Linked DNA regions of Sus scrofa: all the other regions are linked to region 4. Evidence: chromatin contacts called from public Hi-C and promoter capture Hi-C data. All regions are on one chromosome and are shown on one strand. The core of a region is the stretch at or near the end of the contact, and the rest is flanking DNA. Distances in the headings are between cores, read along the strand shown.

Region 1 (4,282 bases), core at 1,747-4,246, 1.2 Mb after region 4:
TGTCCTCATGGTGCTATTCAGATTAATTTCCGCTGAGCCACAATGGGAACCTCTCTATGGATATTTTTAATAAAATGAAGAAATGTTGCTTTAATTCACTGACAAAAGGAGAATGACCAAAAGGATATTGTTGTGGTTATACTCATTGGAAAGAAGAGAAGTAAATATTAAATATGTTTTGGTCTAGATGTTGAGCCTCTATTGATATAACATATTTTGTTTTGTCTGTATGAATCAGAAAAAAATCTCACCTGTTAACAATATCTGTCGGGAAAAAAAAAGTTTTGGTTCCTGTTAGGTTACACTTTACCTTCTCATAAAGCAAGAGAAGGCAGTTGAGGCAGTAACAGTAAGGCCTCACTTTCCTAAGCGAGTGTGAGGAGTAAATGAACCAGCAGGGCAGCTGGCTGCCTCCATCGTGGTCTAAGGAGACACTGGCCAGGCATGCTTCATCAAGGGTGGATACTCCAAGGGGGAGAAGCCAGCACAGGAGTGCACCCTGCCTTGGCAGCAGGGGTGACAGAAGAAGGCAAAAGCAATCCCACCATTTCCGTCTTAGTCGGCTATACCCACCCCCAGCTGATGTGTCCTTTTTCTTAATTCTGTGCTGTCTGAGGTGAGCTGACTGCTGTGCAGGCTGACTGCTGTTTCTAACTAAGTGGCCACTTGGAATAACTATTAGGCCCAAGGGTTTTCAAATTAAGCGTATTTAATCATACTTTCTTCATAATTTAATGTTTGTTTCAGAATGGACTACATTACATAATACTTAGTTACTCTTTATAAATCTAAATCTTTGTCAGTTAATTAGGCTTGGGGATTGCTCACAAATGATCATTTTGGGAATATATTCAAGAATCTTTTATTAAGATAGAACTAACTGGGCGTTCCTGTTGTGGCTCAGTGGTTAAAGAATCCGACTAGGAACCGTGAGGTTGGGGATTCGATCCCTTGGCCTTGCTCAGTGGGTTAAGGATCCGGCATTGCTGTGAGCTGTGGTGTAGGTCGCAGGCACGGCTTGGATCCTGAGTTGCTGTGGCTGTGGTGTAGGCCGGAAGCTACAGCTCCTATTCATCCCCTAGCCTGGGAACCTCCATATGCCAAGGGTGTAGCCCTAGAAAAGACAAAAAAAAGAGAAAAAAAAAAAAAAACAGAACTGAATTTACATTGATATGTTTTCATATTCAAGCTACAGTAGTCAAAAGCTTAAGAGAGTGAAAAGTTAACATTTGGCCTTTTTTTTTTTTGGCAGTGCCCACGACATGCAGGAGTTCCTAGCCAAGGATTGAACCCATGCCATAGCTGTAACAGTGCTGGATCCTTAACCTGCTGAGCCATGAGGGAACTCTGGTATTCATAATTTTTTTTTTTTTTTGGAGAAAACATCCTTCGCAAAAGGAGCTAAGAAAAAATGAGGGAAAAAAAATCCCTCAAGCTCCATTAAATACAACTTGGGCCATAAAACTTTGCTCATCCTATCAACCCAGCTAACACAGTCCATAATTTCTATTTTAAATGATCAACATTTGGTTTTTAGACTTCTTATCACATATTCTCTTCATCTGGATATAAACTTTACTGATTTCGCACAAATTAGTTACTATTTCCTGATTTAATGTAAATACAGACTTTAACGCGGTGGACTTGGAGCAGGCAAGAAGGTAGGAATTCTTAAGATTTCTTCTATTTGGGAACATTTTGTGTCAAGTATCCAGCTGGGTACTTTGGGAGATAACAAACATGAAGAAGGCATTGTTCTGGAGTCTAATGAGGCTTTGAAGAATAGAAGCTTGGCATAATCTTACAGCGGCATTTCTGGAGCAAACCCCAAAGACGTGCTGAATTTGACATTTCAGTAATTCATACATTTCTGCATTTCTGCTGCATTCGGTTACAGGTGTGGTGCAGCATTATTGACCTAGCCAAATTCTTCCAATTAAAGTGTTTTTCCTTTGACATCATTCCACATGTTTACAAAGAAATGTCTGGATTCTCCAAAGCATTTGTGGGTTGTTTGTTAAGAAATCCCTGGAGTTCCCGTCGTGGCGCAGTGGTTAACGAATCCGACTAGGAACCATGAGGTTGCGGGTTCGATCCCTGCCCTTGCTCAGTGGGTTAACGATCCGGCGTTGCTGTGAGCTGTGATGTAGGTTGCAGACGCGGCTCGGATCCTGCGTTGCTGTGCCTCTGGCATAGGCTGGTGGGTACAGCTCCGATTAGACCCCTAGCCTGGGAACCTCCATATGCCGCGGGAGCGGCCCAAGAAATGCCAAAAAAAAAAAGACCAAAAAAAAGAAATCCCTTAAGCACCTTCAATGGAATGGCCCTGACTGTTATAGAAAATTTACAGGGGGAAAAAACTCATCCCTTCCCAAATGAATAGTTTTCAAAAATTACTTGGGGTGGGATTTGAAAAAATCAGCCGCTTACGGGGTACCATTTTCTTTCACAAAGTTTTAAAATCTATAATTTCAATTAAAAATTAATGTGGAGGAGTTCCTCCCGCAGCACAGTGGGTTAAGAACCCGACTGCAGCAAGCTCCTGAAGCTGCAACCATAAAAGAAAAAATTTTTTTTTACCGTGGAATAAAATGTGTGGTAATTTAGAGGAAGGAATCACCTTTATTCCCAGCAAGGTCCTGAACGCTTCCTTCGCTCCGATCTCCCTTTAAAGGTAGCCCTTCTCGAGGTGGAACTCCCGCCAGTACCCGCACCTGCCTTTGCACGCTCCTGTCCACATCAGCCAGAACCTCCCCTCCCCGATCCTGAAGCCCCGCCACGAGAAGGCGCTAGACACAGAAGCCGGACCGGCCGCCCACACTTGCGGTTTCTTCGCGGTTACCTCAGCGGTGCTCTTCGCAACTTGAAAGCTAGAGCTTTTGAAGAGCCCCACCACCTTCACCTGCAGCGGCTGCTCGGGCGGCAACTGCGAGCTGCAGGGGACCGAAAGCCGCTGGCTAGCCATGGCAGCGCGCGAGGACTCCTTGGAGCACAAACACTGCGTGTCGCCAGGGCAACCACGCGACCCCGCCCCCGCCGCCCGCCGGGAGGAAGAGGGCGGGGCGAGGCGTTAGGGCCCGGCGTTTCCTCAACTTTGCTCCTGTTGCTGGTGAGCCGCCTGCGAGGCTAGAGAGGACGCCTGGGCTCCCGCCCCCAGCGGCGAGCGAAGAGGAACCGGGAGCCTACGTCCCACAAGACTCAGCCCGGTCTGCCGCCTGCCCGGGCCTCCTCCAGGACCCCGCCCCGACCCCCGCCTAGGGTCCTCCGCGGGACCTCCTCTCGCGCGGCAGCGGACTCTCATCTGCGCCCGATTTCGCCGCAGATCGCCTTTCCGGGTTGGCGCGCAGCTAGATTGGGGCCAGTCGGCCGGTTGCCCGGGTAACGCGGGAGGCCGTCCCAGGCCGCGCGGGCCTCGCGGCCGCGGCCTTCCCAGGAGCGCGAGGGCGGGGCGACCACCTGTGCCCTTTACCCCTCGAAGAGCCCGGCCAGCTCGCCCGCCTCGGGCCGCACCGCGCTGCCTTTGCGGAGCCGTCCCGCGCCCCCCAGTGCCCTCGCCATGAAGCCCACCTTTTCCCTGCGACTGAAGATCTTTAACCTCAACTGCTGGTGAGTGCGCCCGCCGCCCCGGGCCTGGGACCTCCCTCACATCCGGGGCTCGGCTCTCCCCTGCGCTGCAGCCTCCGGGTATGGAGACAGCGCGCACCTCGCCCCAGCTCCGATGTTTCCCGGAGCGCCGACCACCCCCGCCGTCACCTCCCTGCCCTTCTGGTTCTCAGGGGCATTCCCTTCCTGAGCAAGCACCGGGCCGACCGCGTCAAGCGCCTGGGAGACTTTCTGAACATGGAGAGCTTCGACCTTGTTCTGCTGGAGGAGGTGGGGCCGGGCGGAACTATTGTGGAACCTTGGCCCGAGGGGGCGGCTGGGGGTGCTAGCGGGTCTTTCTCCCCGGGGAAGGGCCGGGCCAGCATCTTGACCCCATTCCTCAGGTGTGGAGTGAGCAGGATTTCCAGTACCTGAGGCAGAAGCTGTTGCCCACCTACCCAGCTGCACACTACTTCAGGAGGTGAGGAGCCGCCTGGCCTCAGACCTGGAGGCTCTTGGCCCTGCCTGCCCTTCCCTACGCTGCCTGCAGCCTATCCCCACCCCAACCCCGCCCAGGCTCCTCTTCTCTGAGTGTGGGAGCAGGAAGAGGCAGAAGGAGGAAGAGCTAGTTCTTCAGCTCTTCTCAAGACTTATTATCAGGGCGTCCTATCAGCCCCAGAACAGCTGATGCTTTGAGTTT
Region 2 (4,239 bases), core at 1,551-4,050, 1.1 Mb after region 4:
AAAAGGCTGTTACAAGGCTAATACGACACACAAGGAAATCACCTGCAGCGAAACATCAGATGAGAAGTGCAATTTTTAATATTAATAAAAATTTACTACAGGTTGAACCCAAGCTCCATGATGCCTATTCCAAAAAACCCGAGACTAGCCATTTATTACCACTTTTTTCTTTTTCAGCAGCACCGATGGCATAAGGAAGTTCCCAGGCCAGGGATCAAATCCGAGCCACAGCTGCCACCTACTCCACAGCTGGGCAACAATGGATCCTTAACCAACTGTGCTGGGCCAGGGGCCAGGGATCAATCCTCAGCCAGAGACAATGCTGGATCATTAGCCCTCTGTGTCACAGCAAGAACTTGGAGATAGATAATTTCTAAATGACCCACTCTTTCCGGGGTTTTCCAGGACAGGAGGGTAAGAGACAACACATCTGGAAGAGGCTACACTGATGTTGGAACATTTAACAGGTTAGAAAAGTCTCTGTCAATAACTTAAATCAAAAGGCTCTGAGACAAGACATAAGAAAAGGCTAACTACAATTCAATGTCTGGACAAATGGACTATAGAACTGCGCTCTGTCCATTTTCCTAGAAGCTAGGTGCCTCCAAAAAACGTTGTCATTTGCCTTCCCTGTACCTAAAAAATAGTTCTGCACAGAAGGATTGAATTTCAATATTTATCAGAGACTTGGACATATTTATCGGAGACATGGCACCCTTTGAGGACTGGGGGAGGTGGTCACAAAGTAGAAATTAGTTCTTCAGATGTCTGTATACAGACAAAAAATGCTAGTTGTTTAAATCTTTTGTGCTTGATGATGAATGTTTGGGTAGCAGAGTGAACATTACTTACAATGAACTAAATGTGCTCCCCTTCAGACTGCAGTTTGTCCAACTACCAATTACAGAAAATACAAATCATCTCCTTTGCATTCATTTCAATTACACAAATGCAATGAACATGTTTCCAAGCCTCTCTTTACACACACACACACCAACAGTTCAAACTACCAATATGCACAAATACAAAACATTCTGCTCTATCATCTTAGAAATAGTGTGGCAAGAATTTCAGTATTGTACTGCGATTCTCTTTCCTCATCAAAACATGTTTGAATTTTACCATCATACCTTTCTAAATCTAACAAATAACATTACGTATTTCATTAAACTCCTATAAAACACAACAACTAGGGAAGATATTGTAAAACAACACGATCAGCCTGAAAAAAAAATACCAAGGTAAAAATCGTTACACTTCAGCAATTCTTCCATCAAGATGCCAGTTACTTCTCACCCAATATTAATTAGAACAGCCAATCACACTAGACTGCAGGTTTTAGATATCTAGAGAAGTTCTTCACCTTATTACCTCAAATTTATCTCCCCCTCTCTCGTGTGTTGTCAAAGCACTGCCAAATTCTGCTAAGAGATTTAGTGTATGCCTAAACCAGTTCCCAGATCGTCTGTAGAGCTTAATAAAAGGTGTTCCAGACCGGGCTTTAGAAAATCCAGAGACCTGGGTTCGAATCTCAGCTTCTCAAACTACTAAACATAGGGTTTTGACACAGTTAATTTATCTCCTTCCATCTCCTAAGTTTCACCACCTATCTTTGAGTTTGAGATATATGCGAAGTACCAGATATACGAATGGGTATGGTACTTTTCCTCCATTGCACATATAGCATGGGGCGTATTAAGCTTTAATTAATTAAAAGCTCCAACCTCAAATACATCCCATACCTATCCGCAAAATCGATGTAATTAAATCCCAAGCCACTTATTTTTTCACACCCAGGTCTGAGGCACCAGAAAACGTTAACGTCTTCAGCGTCTCTTTCCCTCTTTCGCCAACCTCAGGAGAAGCCTGCCTTCGAAAAGAAAACCTGGGTGGACAAACGACTAACGCCAACGAGAGGGAATTCGGTCTCGTCGCCAACTTTGGAGGCGGCCGCCTCGCCCCATAATCAACCTCACCGCTGCCACCGCGGAAGGAAGCCACGTCCCCTCTTCCGAGCCTGAAGTCAGGCTGGGGATTACGAGGCACTTTTAAACAGCACCACGGCGCGGGATACTGTGAGGTCGGAAACCGCCGCCCCTTCCCCCCAGGGCGCTTCCCCACCTCGGCCACCGCGGCCACCTCGGCCTGGTCCCGGCTGGACTCGGACGGGCCGCCATGTTGCCTGAGCGCGGCCCGCCCGGGCCCCGGCTCCGCGGGCATCGCGGGCGGCTCCGCCCGGGAGAAGAGCGTAGGAAGCCCGTAGGACCGGCGCCCACCTGGTGCTGGAGTGGGGAGCGTCTTCGGCGGCGCGGAGGTTGTCTGGGTGGTGGGCGGTGAAAGCCAGGGTGTAGTCGTACTCGGAGGCAGGATGGTGCTGTTCTTCGCCGCTGTCAGCACGCAGAGCGCGGCCAGGCAGCCGACGGCCCAAAGAAGCTGGCGGGAGAGCCCCAACATCGCGTCCTTCGCGCTGGCGTCCAAGCGAAAGATGAGGTGCTCAACGGAGCGTGCGTCCCTCTGTCCCCTGCGGCGATGCCCTCGAGATTTCGCTCCCCCCGCGGGAGCGTGCCGGGGTCACGTGAGCTACCCCAGGGCCGCGGCGTGCGGAGGCGGGGCGCTGGCGACACCAACTGGAATCCTACGGGAGGGGGAACAGGAACATCGAGAGGAAACCTGAAGGAAGCTGTCCCTCCAAGCGACTGTATATAGCGAAGAAACTGGACAGACACATAAAATTCTTTTCTTTACCCTGAGACTGTCACAAGGATGCGGCTGGGCTTTTCTCGTTCCGGCAACAGAGAAGGCTCCCACCCCGTCTTGGATGGGACAAGCTATATGACGTAGCCACGGCGTCGTGGCGGTGAATCGGCTATACCCCACGTGACCCCCGGAGCCGCGCCCCTAGGACCCGAGTACCGCAAGGCGGAAGTAGTTTCCAGGCGTTTCGCTCAGGACCCGGGCAGGCATAAAGTTTGTACTGCCCTCGCGCGTTGCCAAGGTGCTTGCATAAGTATCCTTCTCAGGACCCGCGCGTTTCCCATTGAAAGTGGGTTTTGTTGTAAGTGACCTCGTGTTAGGAAATCCCAGGGAAATGGAGATACCGCGCGCGGTTCAGTTTTTGCTCTGGCGCCCACACTACGTGAGCGGCTGAGACACTGAAAGCGTTCTCCTGCTTTCCAGCCGGAGCCGCACACCATCTGCCTCTGTCACACTTTCACACCTTGAGTTTTCTGAGTCTCTCGCGGTTTCAGCCAGTGAGCGGTGGCAGCCGCCGGTCCGTGCCACTGCTATAGTGGAAGCATCAAAGACGGTAGAGTTGGAAATCCATCTGGGTTGTTCCCACCCCCACTTTACAGGTGAAGAAACCGAGACTCAGAAAAGTGACTCGACTGAAAGGCACAATTGCTTGGCGTCATGGCTGGATTTTGAAATGCCTGTTAATATTCTGCCACTGCTCAGGCTTTTAGTAGGGATGAGCGCCATCTGATGCTCAGTCTCACAAAAATATTTACGCGTACAGCCATGCTTCTATCAAATGGTAAAAGTTGGATTATAAAGCTGTTTTCAGCTATTTGTATTTATCATTTAATTTTAATTGCGCACACCTATCCTAAAAAGAAAAAGTAACGCAACATCAGTAGCTTTTGTGAGATGTACCCCGCTATGGAATCCACCCCCCCCCAAAAGATGACTGTGTAAGCTATTTACCTTGTTTACCTAAACTTGAAGGCTTTCCTAAACCTACAATCAAATCAGTGGGGTGCTTGTGTACCCTCCTGACTATAAACATTTGTTCCATGAACTAGGCTAGTTAGAGATTGCTTGGATGTAAGCCAGAAACTCGTTTTTTTACTGGTCCAACTTGCCATCCAAAGCATGAGAGTACAACCAAGTAAGTAAGTGAGGTCTCATCATCAGCCTTCAAACCTATCTCTTCAGTCAGGATTCCTCTCACACAGTATTTATTTAGCACATGACCATCTGATACCAGACCAAATGAAGGCACTAGTCAACTTTTTTTTTAATGTTGAAAATGTAATAGAAGTTCTGTTTTCTTCCCATACCCGGATGGATTGTCTCCATGCTAAGATGAAAACACGCTATTGTGGAGGCCACTGTTTTACAGTTTGCCACGGGGTGTTCAACTCTAGTTGTCAAATTTTTGTTGGTCTTCGTAAGGGGACATTTCACTCTTGTTTTTAAGACTAAAAAAGCATCAGCTTATTTAGCACAGCATCTGTT
Region 3 (4,326 bases), core at 1,591-4,090, 1.3 Mb after region 4:
CTCCTAAGTCTTCTTAGTTTTTGGCAATAGCATGTAACACTTGGGAATACTGTTCTGACCCATTTAAGGGGTGATTTGGAAAGCTGTCAGTTTTGAGTAAGGCCAAGAATGAGAGAGAGCTCCACAGCAGTTTCAGGCTATGGTACCAGAGGCCTTGATTCTTGGGCCATATACCTGGCTAGATCCCATGATGCTAGAGGTCGCTGTGGTGGGTAGGACACTTTTTGGAGTCTTAGGGAAGACTCAACAGGAACCTCTCAGTGTAGATCATTGCCGTCTGCAGCAGAGAACCATTCCCCATTCAAAAACCAGCTCCTGGCATGCTCCTGGGCTCTGGGACAGAATAAAAGCCTGGCCATGGGCCATCCGGTGACAGTACATATGGAAGTGCCCACATGAGTTGGGTTTGTCAGACAGATCAAGTCCTCAAGCTGGGCAGACACAACAGCAACCCATTGAATGATAAAAATGGAACCCAGGGATCAGGCCAAATAAATATCATAAGCAAGCAGTCTAGACCCACATGTCACCGATCTCTTGTTCATCAGTGTCTCTTAGCTCACACCTCATTTGGAATCCCTTAGGAATAGCTGATTAAAAAATGATAAAAATCATGTATGGGAGTTCCCATCGTGGCTCAGTGGTTAACGAATCTGACTAGGAACCATGAGGTTGCAGGTTTGATCCCTGGCCTTGCTCAGTGGATTAAGGATCTGGCACTGCCATGAGCTGTGGTGTAGGTCACAGATGAGGCTCGGATCCTGCGTTGCTATGTCTGTGGTGTAGGCTCCAATTAGACCCCTAGCCTGGGAACCTACAAATGCTGCGAGAGCGGCCCTAAAAAGACAAAAAAAAAAATCATGTATGAAACATGATATATTGGTGCAAGCTGTAAATGGAATGCTTTTGGACTTTAGTCCCACTCAGGAGTAGTCCTGAGAGGTGGTGATTAGGGGAAATCCTCCTGGTAGGCAGAGCTTTAAGCAATATTCCTAGGTCCTTAATTTGGAGAGTGATGCTGAATGGCTTGGTCCAGAGCCTGGAAGGAGTGAGACTGGATCATAAGAGAAAAAGGGTTCTGGGGAAGAAGCGTGTGCATGGGGCTATGAGAGTGGTGTAACAAGCAGAATCTATGATGACCTCTAATGAGTCACGTCCTTGATAAGGAGTTACTGCCCTGGAAAGTAGAGGTAGAGCTGCTGCTACCTAATTAGGAGCAGGGAGATGTAGGTCTTTTTGCGCATCCTTTTGTTTTAGAAACTGGGACCAGAAACTGCCTTGAAGAACCAGTGACAGGATGCTGTCAACTTAATGTGGAGGGAGCGCAATGGGTATGAGTGGGGCAAAGCTTGGAATGTTGCAGATGTTATTAGTACCCTAACCCTATCCATTTGACACCAACCTTTTCCACAGATGACCAGCCCGGCTTCCAACTGGTGGCTTGTGGTTCTTTGTTTAAGGGCCCTTTCTGGCTGCCAGACCTTGTTCTGCCTGAGTTATACAGCAGACTGTATAACTGTATAAGAATTAATATTCTTCCATAGCAAGACTCAACCTATAACTGATGGGAATTGGTGAATAAATACCCCAGCTCTCTTTCCCCTTAAAAGGGAATAACTGAGACATACATCCAAGAATTCCTCAGAGAATTCAGCTAACAGAGAAATTTGCTTAATAATATTCCCTTTATTCCCTTTATTAGCTTCCTTCCCTTTGTGGCTGTTGTTTTGCTAGATTATTGCCCATATAAACTATTTGTCCTCAAGTTTTGTCTCAGGATCTGCTTCTGGATGAACAAAACTAACACCAGTTTCAAATGGAATATAGTAATATAATAATTGAAAACTAAATATTGGAAAACTGGAATTCTACAGATATTTTGAGTTATCCTGAATAAAAATGTGCAAATATTTAACTCATGTTCAGAAGAGTTGCTTTCCATTATGTAATGGAACAGAACTAAGTATTTTTCCCAGGTAAAAGATCCAAGTCAATGCAAAGTGCCAGTGCTGAGATGGCCATCTTTCTAGTTTTTTGTTTTTGTTTTTGTTGTTCTTGTTTCTTTTGTCTTTTTGGGGCTGCACCCATAGCATATGGAGGTTCCCAGGCTAGGGGTAGAATAGGAGCTGTAGCGGCTGGCCTACACCTCAGCCATAGCAACGCCAGATCCTTAACCCACTGAGCAGGCCAGGGATCGAATCTGCAACCAGTTACTAGTCGGGTTCGTTAACCACTGAGCCACAAAGGGAACTTCGCCATCTTTCTAGTTCTTAATAAAACCCAAAATTTCATACCAAACTATGAAAGAAAGTTTAAAATAAATATTAATTTAAAAATTTTGCAATTTCTTGATTTTGAATTTACAATATAATCCCCAATGCCACATTATGTTTATACTACAATTGAATACAAAAATTCTTAAATTTCCTTACATTTTTAGCAGTTGAAAAAATCCTCTAGCAGTGGGCTCTGCAGTTAACAAGGGACCCATTTCCTGGGAAACCTAGCACTTTTGCCATTCCAGTACATCTTACATCTCACAGTTGGTACCCAGTGAATACCTGTGGAATGAAAACGATGTTCGTTGAAAGGAGGAGTGAGGTTCAAAAGCGGAATTTACGGAGATCTCGAAGTTTAATTTTGCAAGGAAAGGAACTGGTCTGGGCTCCCCGCAGGAGATGGTGGGATTTCATTCGCTACGGAAATGGATCCGAGCGGTGGACTCTGACTCCTACATACCTATTCGTAGCAGACCCCACCGGCTGGCTGCAGTCCTCTCCAGGGACTCTGGGATCTGTTGAGCGGTTGCCAAGGGAACCCAGCTTGGTGCAAAGTGTCGAGCCTCTTGGGGGCGGGGCCTCGGAAGGTGGGGCTGTAATTTACTGATTTACTTTAAATACTCACTTTCGTACCTTTGTATTCAAAATTTTAATACACTCCTTTTCACAAATATGGAAGCTGATGATCAAAGAGAGTACATGCGTTGTTTACTTATGTTCACTCACATCTCGTGTAAGAAAACTTCTTTTAACGCAGAACTCCAAAGCCAGTACTACACTACGTTGTATTACACTACACTCGACAGTCTTTTTTTAGAATTTACAGATGGTTAGCCTCCTGCACAAATAAGTGGCAAGCTTGGAAATTTCCAACTTTAAGCGATTATAAAACACTAATTGAACCACACACCCTCTGGATACCATGGATTTAGTTGATTCTTCTAAGGGTAAAAGAGACACACAGCGACAGAAGGGGAAAAACACCTATGCTTAGTGCAGGACCGTCACAGAGTAGGTTTTCAGGAAAGGGCAGAAGTAGGCAGAGAAAAAACAGACAAACTTGGGAATGGATCTATCTGCAAGTCGGAGAGCCAATTCAAAAGAAGTAATCCAGTCCCAAATCGTCCACTTTTGCAAAGAGAAGGACCAGAAAAAGGTGAGATTTAACTAAACTGGCAGTGCCCTTTTCTCCGCCCACTTTTCCTCGTTCCCATACCAAAGATGGCGTTCTTTGCTTCCTCCTTCGCAGTACGCAGGCTCTGGAAACCTCTACCCCACTTCTCTATGGTTCTTCCTCCAGTCCCGCCCACGCGGTAGCTGGGGTGGGGTTTGCCTGGAGGTGGGGCCTACGGATCCGGAAACACCTGAACCTTAGTAGCTGATCATCTATGTATTTCGTGCCGATGCAGTGTTTTTACCTGCGGAACTTGGCATCTTGGATCTGAGGCGTCTTCTCTCCGGGTTTCTTGGGGGCAGTTCCGAGGCTGCTGCAACCAAGGCTGTGGCCTAGTGCCTGTTGGGGCGCGCCCCCGTTTGCTCGGCCATGCCCGCGGCCGCCGCCCCCATAATCAGCTTGGTCCAAAAGCTGGTTCTGTACGAGACTAGAGCTGTGAGTACCCAGCCCAGTGGGGTGCGGGGAGGACAGCGGCCGAGTAGGTGTGGGGCGGTGGGGCAGAGCAGCAGCCCGCCCCATCTTCCCTCTGTTCCCTAATTCGAGTCCTGGGGAATGCGCCCGAGGGGGCTTCGCCCTGTTATGGCACCCGGGACACTGTAGCTTTTGCAGCACCACTTAAAAGCCAAGGTTGGAACACCCTGGCAGCAAGTGTTTGTGATATCTCAAAAACTGTTCATGAAGTTCTGTACGAGTTACTGAATTCTTTTCAACTTTGGGAAAGTCTTGGAGTTCTCCGGTTCACTAGTTATAGTACAAGTAGGGGTTAGAAAAATATTCTCGACCTGTGAATCGGTAACTTTTCTGTTTTCCTATGCCGTGGCGTCGCAGTGATTGATAATAATTATGTATGCTTTTATTGCTGACATTTTTGGT
Region 4 (3,961 bases), core at 961-3,460:
CAATCCAAAGCCATTCCAAGTTTTTTTAAAAAGTGCCTCACTTTTTCATTAGGTTTACATGATAATGTACTTCCCTATATGCAGTTTTGCTATAACAGACTGTGGCTTACAGTTTACACATTTAGTAGGGAGACAAGGATGGTTTCGAACATTAACTTGCTAGTTTGATATCTTAAAGTTTGATGATTACTACATTTTTAAAACAATACTACATGATAAGTAAATCATTTTTAAAGTGTGTAGGTTTCACGGCAGTGAATAAACTGAACGCTACTAAACTGTACAGTTAAAAATGGTTAAGATGGTAAATTTTGTGTATATTTTACCCCACAAAAAAATTTCAAGTTAGAGGAACCACTCCACTTAAATGTTAATAGTAACTTGTTATGTATATTGTGATTGCTCTAAAGCCAAATTCTTATGCTTAATTTTTAATAATTTGTTGTTCATTAACAGCTGGATTCGTTTTATGTAACCAATTTTTAAAGATACTTCCATACATGAGTAACTTCTTTAATCCTGAACTGTAGACTGAAAGTGAAGCAATATTCTCAATTACCATCTTTCAAATCATCTGAATTACTTACTGCCAACAAATTTTAATTATGAAATTATGAATGTGTTTCTACTTCAACTGATTCCTTCATTCAGTGAAGTGCAAATCTCTAAATTAAGAGAGCAAGATCCCTCAACGAACAAGCTTTTCTTAAAGCAGTTGTAGTTTTGTGAGGAAGGCAACATTCCCCACTTCTCACCCTTTAACAGACAGTGACCCAGAAAGCTAGGGCCGATCATTTCCAATTGCAGTTCTCGCCCGGCTCAGCCCTACCACATTTGTCAGAGGCTTTTGTAAACTCCCCTGAGGTTCTGTTCAGGGAAGCGTACAAACGAGGTGAGTCTGGTAGCTCGGGAAGGGCCTCAAGCAATCAGCTAGGCTTGGCCACCTCGGAGAAAAGTGTCCAGGAAAAGAAAACTGAAAAGGCTTCAACTTTGAGCAAATCCCCTTTCTCAGTCACATTTAGCTCCCTTCCCAAAGAAGAGCTGTGTTCTCGAAAGATCTACCCCTTTCCAACTCAAATGTCATTCCGAGATCAGCTGCCTGAGGGGCAAGCGGCGTTCAACCCACGCCCTCTTCGCGTACCGTCCTCAAGTGCCAGCACGGGGCTCAGGTCACTCTGCAACTCCCAAGCCAGCCCAACACGAAGAGGGGCCCTCGCCCCCGACCCCGCCCGTGGACAGAACTGCCCTACCATGTCAGCCAGCAGCCCCGGACTCAACAGCCAAGGCCGCTAGGGAGACGCGCTCCAGGGAAGGCTAGGGGCACCAGGGAACTATGGGAGGGGTCTCTCTGTAGGGGGGAAAGATGGCCTCACCTTGACCCTGATTTCATAGGTGGTAAAGCGGCCCCGGCCGACCCCCACTGTCTGCGGATTGCTCACATCGATCTCGAGGAAGTTGCTGGGAGGCCCGTAAGCGTCATTCAGGTTCTGCGGCTTGGTGATCAGCCGCCGGGTGTCCGCCACGGTCTCCGCCATTTCGCTGCTGTAGCCGCCGCCGCGGACTCCCTCCGCCCCCTCCGCGATCCACCGACGCCGCCTCTGCTGCCCGCCGCGGGGACACCGGACTCGCGCGCAGCGGTCGCAAGGCGAACGAGCACGTAGAGCGGGCGTTCACCCTTGCGCGCGAAGCTCCTCCCCGCGCCGCTCTGGCTGCTGCCTCTTGAGCCCAAGCAGGAAACAACCCACCCGACGGAACGCTGCGCCCCGAGGCCGGGAGGCCCAGCGGAAGCCACGGAGAGGAACGGCGAGCTCGCCGGCGGAGAAGGAGAGTCACGGGTCTTGTAGGCGCGAACAGATTCCGGCCAGACTACAGCGCCCACAATGCACCGGGCGAGCGCGCCGCTACTGGGCTGCGTCCGAGGTGCTATGGGACCCAGGACCGGAGTGCGGGGGCGGGCGCTTCCTGTCTTTATGTATCCGCCTAGACCTGGAACGGTGAGAAGAACACCGGAAACGATCTTAGAGGCCTTGGTAGCTGCCAGACAAGTTAAACAACGAGATGGAAGAGATTTGCCTGCAAGTGGAACAGAACTGCCTATGCTAACTCAATTCCGACATATCCACTGTCTCACCATAAACCACTGAAAATGCTTTTCTAGATAACCTTGAACATATGCCTCAAATGATGATTTTGATATCAACTTGGAGTCTCACTGGACACGTGTCTGGTTTGGTAAATTGAAGGTGGGAACAACTTAATGACGTCATATCCAACGGTCAAACCGTTTTGGGAGACCGATGGGCTAAAATTAACAGGTAGTATATGGGCCGAAGCCTGCCTTGAATTTCTGATGTTTGAGTGATCTGCAGCTTTCCCCCTTCAGTTACAAAATTTAAGTAAGTTTTTGTTTTGTTGCGTTTTTGCTTTTTTTAGGGCCGCACCTGCAGCACATGGAGAGGTGGAATTGGAGCTGTAGCTGCTGGCCTACACCACAGCTCATGGCACGGCTTGAGATCCTTAATCCACTCAGCAAGGCTAGGGATGGAACCTACGTCCTCATGGATGCTAGTCAGATTTGTTAACCCCTGAGCCACTATGGGAACTCCAGTAGCTTTTTTTTTTAAGGTGATAAAACATCGGTACAGCATTTGAAGTGGAACTCGGATAAACCTTTATCAGAAATGAAAAAAAGACAAAACAATTAAGTAGATCATAGTTGATTGCCAATAAATGCAGACTTTGAGCATTGAGGTAGAAGGATAGATGTCTATTCCTGCCCTGCCTGGGGAGTTATGGCCCTTGATGTTGTTGTATCACAGCTCTTTGTGTGTGTGTGTGTGTTTTATGTTAGATTCAGAAAACCCATTCTCTTTAAATAATCTGATCTGTCCCTTAAGCTGAAAAGTTGTCTGAATCATTAGCAGCCCTTCTTAATAACACTAAGTACAGTTGGTATTAAAAAAAAAATGAGGAGTTCCCGTTGTGGCTTAGTGGTTAACGAATCCGACTAGGAACCATGAGGTTATGGGTTCGGTCCCTGGCCTTGCTTAGTGGGTTAAAGGATCCGGCGTTGCCGTGAGCTGTGGTGTAGGTCTCACACGCGGCTCGGATCCCGCGTTGCTGTGGCTGTGATGTAGGCCAGCTACAGCTCCGATTCGACCCCTAGCCTGGGAACCTCCATATGCCGAGGGAGTGGCCCTGGAAATGGCCAAAAGACAAAAAAAAAAAAAAAAAAAAAAAAAAAGAACACGTAGATTATTTTCAAGAAAACTCTACATTCATTCATTCAATAAATATTTATTGAAGGCCTACTCGGTGTTTTCCACTTTTTTTTTTTTTTTTTTGGCCTTTTTAGGGCCACACCTGCGGCATATGAAGGCTCCCAGGCTAGGAGTTGGCCTGCGCCCAAGGCACAGCAGCGCTGAATCCAAGCTCTGTCTGTGATCTAAAACACAGCTCACGGCAATGCCAGATCCTTAACCCACTGAGCGAGGCCAGGGGTCAAACCTGCAACCTCATGGTTCCTAGTTGGATTCGTTTCCACTGCACCACAATGGGAACTCTGTGTTTTCCACTTCGATACTGGAGGTAAAAAGATGGAGAAGGTATTGAAATTCCCTGAGTTCATGAGGGTAATTGTCAAATGTATGGTTTCTCTTGGGGAAACAGATAATAAATAAACCAACAAATAATATAACTGCCAATATGATTGGTGCAGTAAAGAAAGGTGGATAATGTGATAAAGAGTGACCCAGGGGTTCCCTTCACGGCGCAGTGGTTAACGAATGCCACTAGGAAGCATGAGGTTGCTGGTTCGATCGCTGGCCTGAGACCAAATAGACACTTGACTGTTCTGACTACAGCAGTGAGCTCAAGAAATGTGTATAAATGACTCTTTGAATTGGAGTATTTAAAATCTAAGAGACCAGGAACCACCCTATTGTGTTGTCATCTGTGACAC

Evidence for each region. Promoter capture Hi-C pulls out the DNA fragments that hold promoters and counts their contacts. Hi-C and Micro-C count contacts between places; a contact is called where the count stands out from the background.
Region 1: a promoter capture Hi-C map of liver shows a contact between it and region 4, with 4 times the contacts expected there. The contact joins the promoter of PPIL6 here to the promoter of SNX3 in region 4. A contact is called at or near these places in 1 of 5 promoter capture datasets (liver) and 1 of 2 datasets of contacts at active chromatin or transcription factors (alveolar macrophages).
Region 2: a promoter capture Hi-C map of liver shows a contact between it and region 4, with 10 times the contacts expected there. The contact joins the promoter of CD164 here to the promoter of SNX3 in region 4. A contact is called at or near these places in 1 of 5 promoter capture datasets (liver) and 2 of 2 datasets of contacts at active chromatin or transcription factors (alveolar macrophages and skeletal muscle).
Region 3: a Hi-C map of liver shows a contact between it and region 4, with 5 times the contacts expected there. The contact joins the promoter of AK9 here to the promoter of SNX3 in region 4. A contact is called at or near these places in 1 of 5 promoter capture datasets (liver) and 2 of 47 Hi-C or Micro-C datasets (heart right ventricle and liver).

Annotation. Positions count from the first base shown.
Region 1 is chr1:75,505,248-75,509,529 of Sscrofa11.1, forward strand. It overlaps PPIL6 (peptidylprolyl isomerase like 6), which reads right to left and starts at 2,997. Exons shown (of 8, transcript NM_001243664.1): 1 at 2,843-2,997. The coding sequence starts at 2,965. It overlaps SMPD2 (sphingomyelin phosphodiesterase 2), which reads left to right and starts at 3,056. Exons shown (of 10, transcript XM_001925290.5): 1 at 3,056-3,606; 2 at 3,777-3,873; 3 at 3,987-4,063. The coding sequence starts at 3,557.
Region 2 is chr1:75,455,340-75,459,578 of Sscrofa11.1, forward strand. CD164 (sialomucin core protein 24) reads right to left here and starts at 2,801. Exons shown (of 7, transcript XM_001924626.5): 1 at 2,746-2,801; 2 at 2,277-2,635. The coding sequence starts at 2,454. LOC102164525 (a long non-coding RNA gene) reads left to right here and starts at 2,905. Exons shown (of 4, transcript XR_300811.3): 1 at 2,905-2,995.
Region 3 is chr1:75,690,575-75,694,900 of Sscrofa11.1, forward strand. It overlaps AK9 (adenylate kinase 9), which reads right to left and starts at 2,841. Exons shown (of 40, transcript XM_021091050.1): 1 at 2,740-2,841. FIG4 (FIG4 phosphoinositide 5-phosphatase) reads left to right here and starts at 3,654. Exons shown (of 23, transcript NM_001243250.1): 1 at 3,654-3,888. The coding sequence starts at 3,823.
Region 4 is chr1:74,347,525-74,351,485 of Sscrofa11.1, forward strand. It overlaps SNX3 (sorting nexin-3), which reads right to left and starts at 2,211. Exons shown (of 4, transcript XM_021090786.1): 1 at 1,440-2,211. The coding sequence starts at 1,535.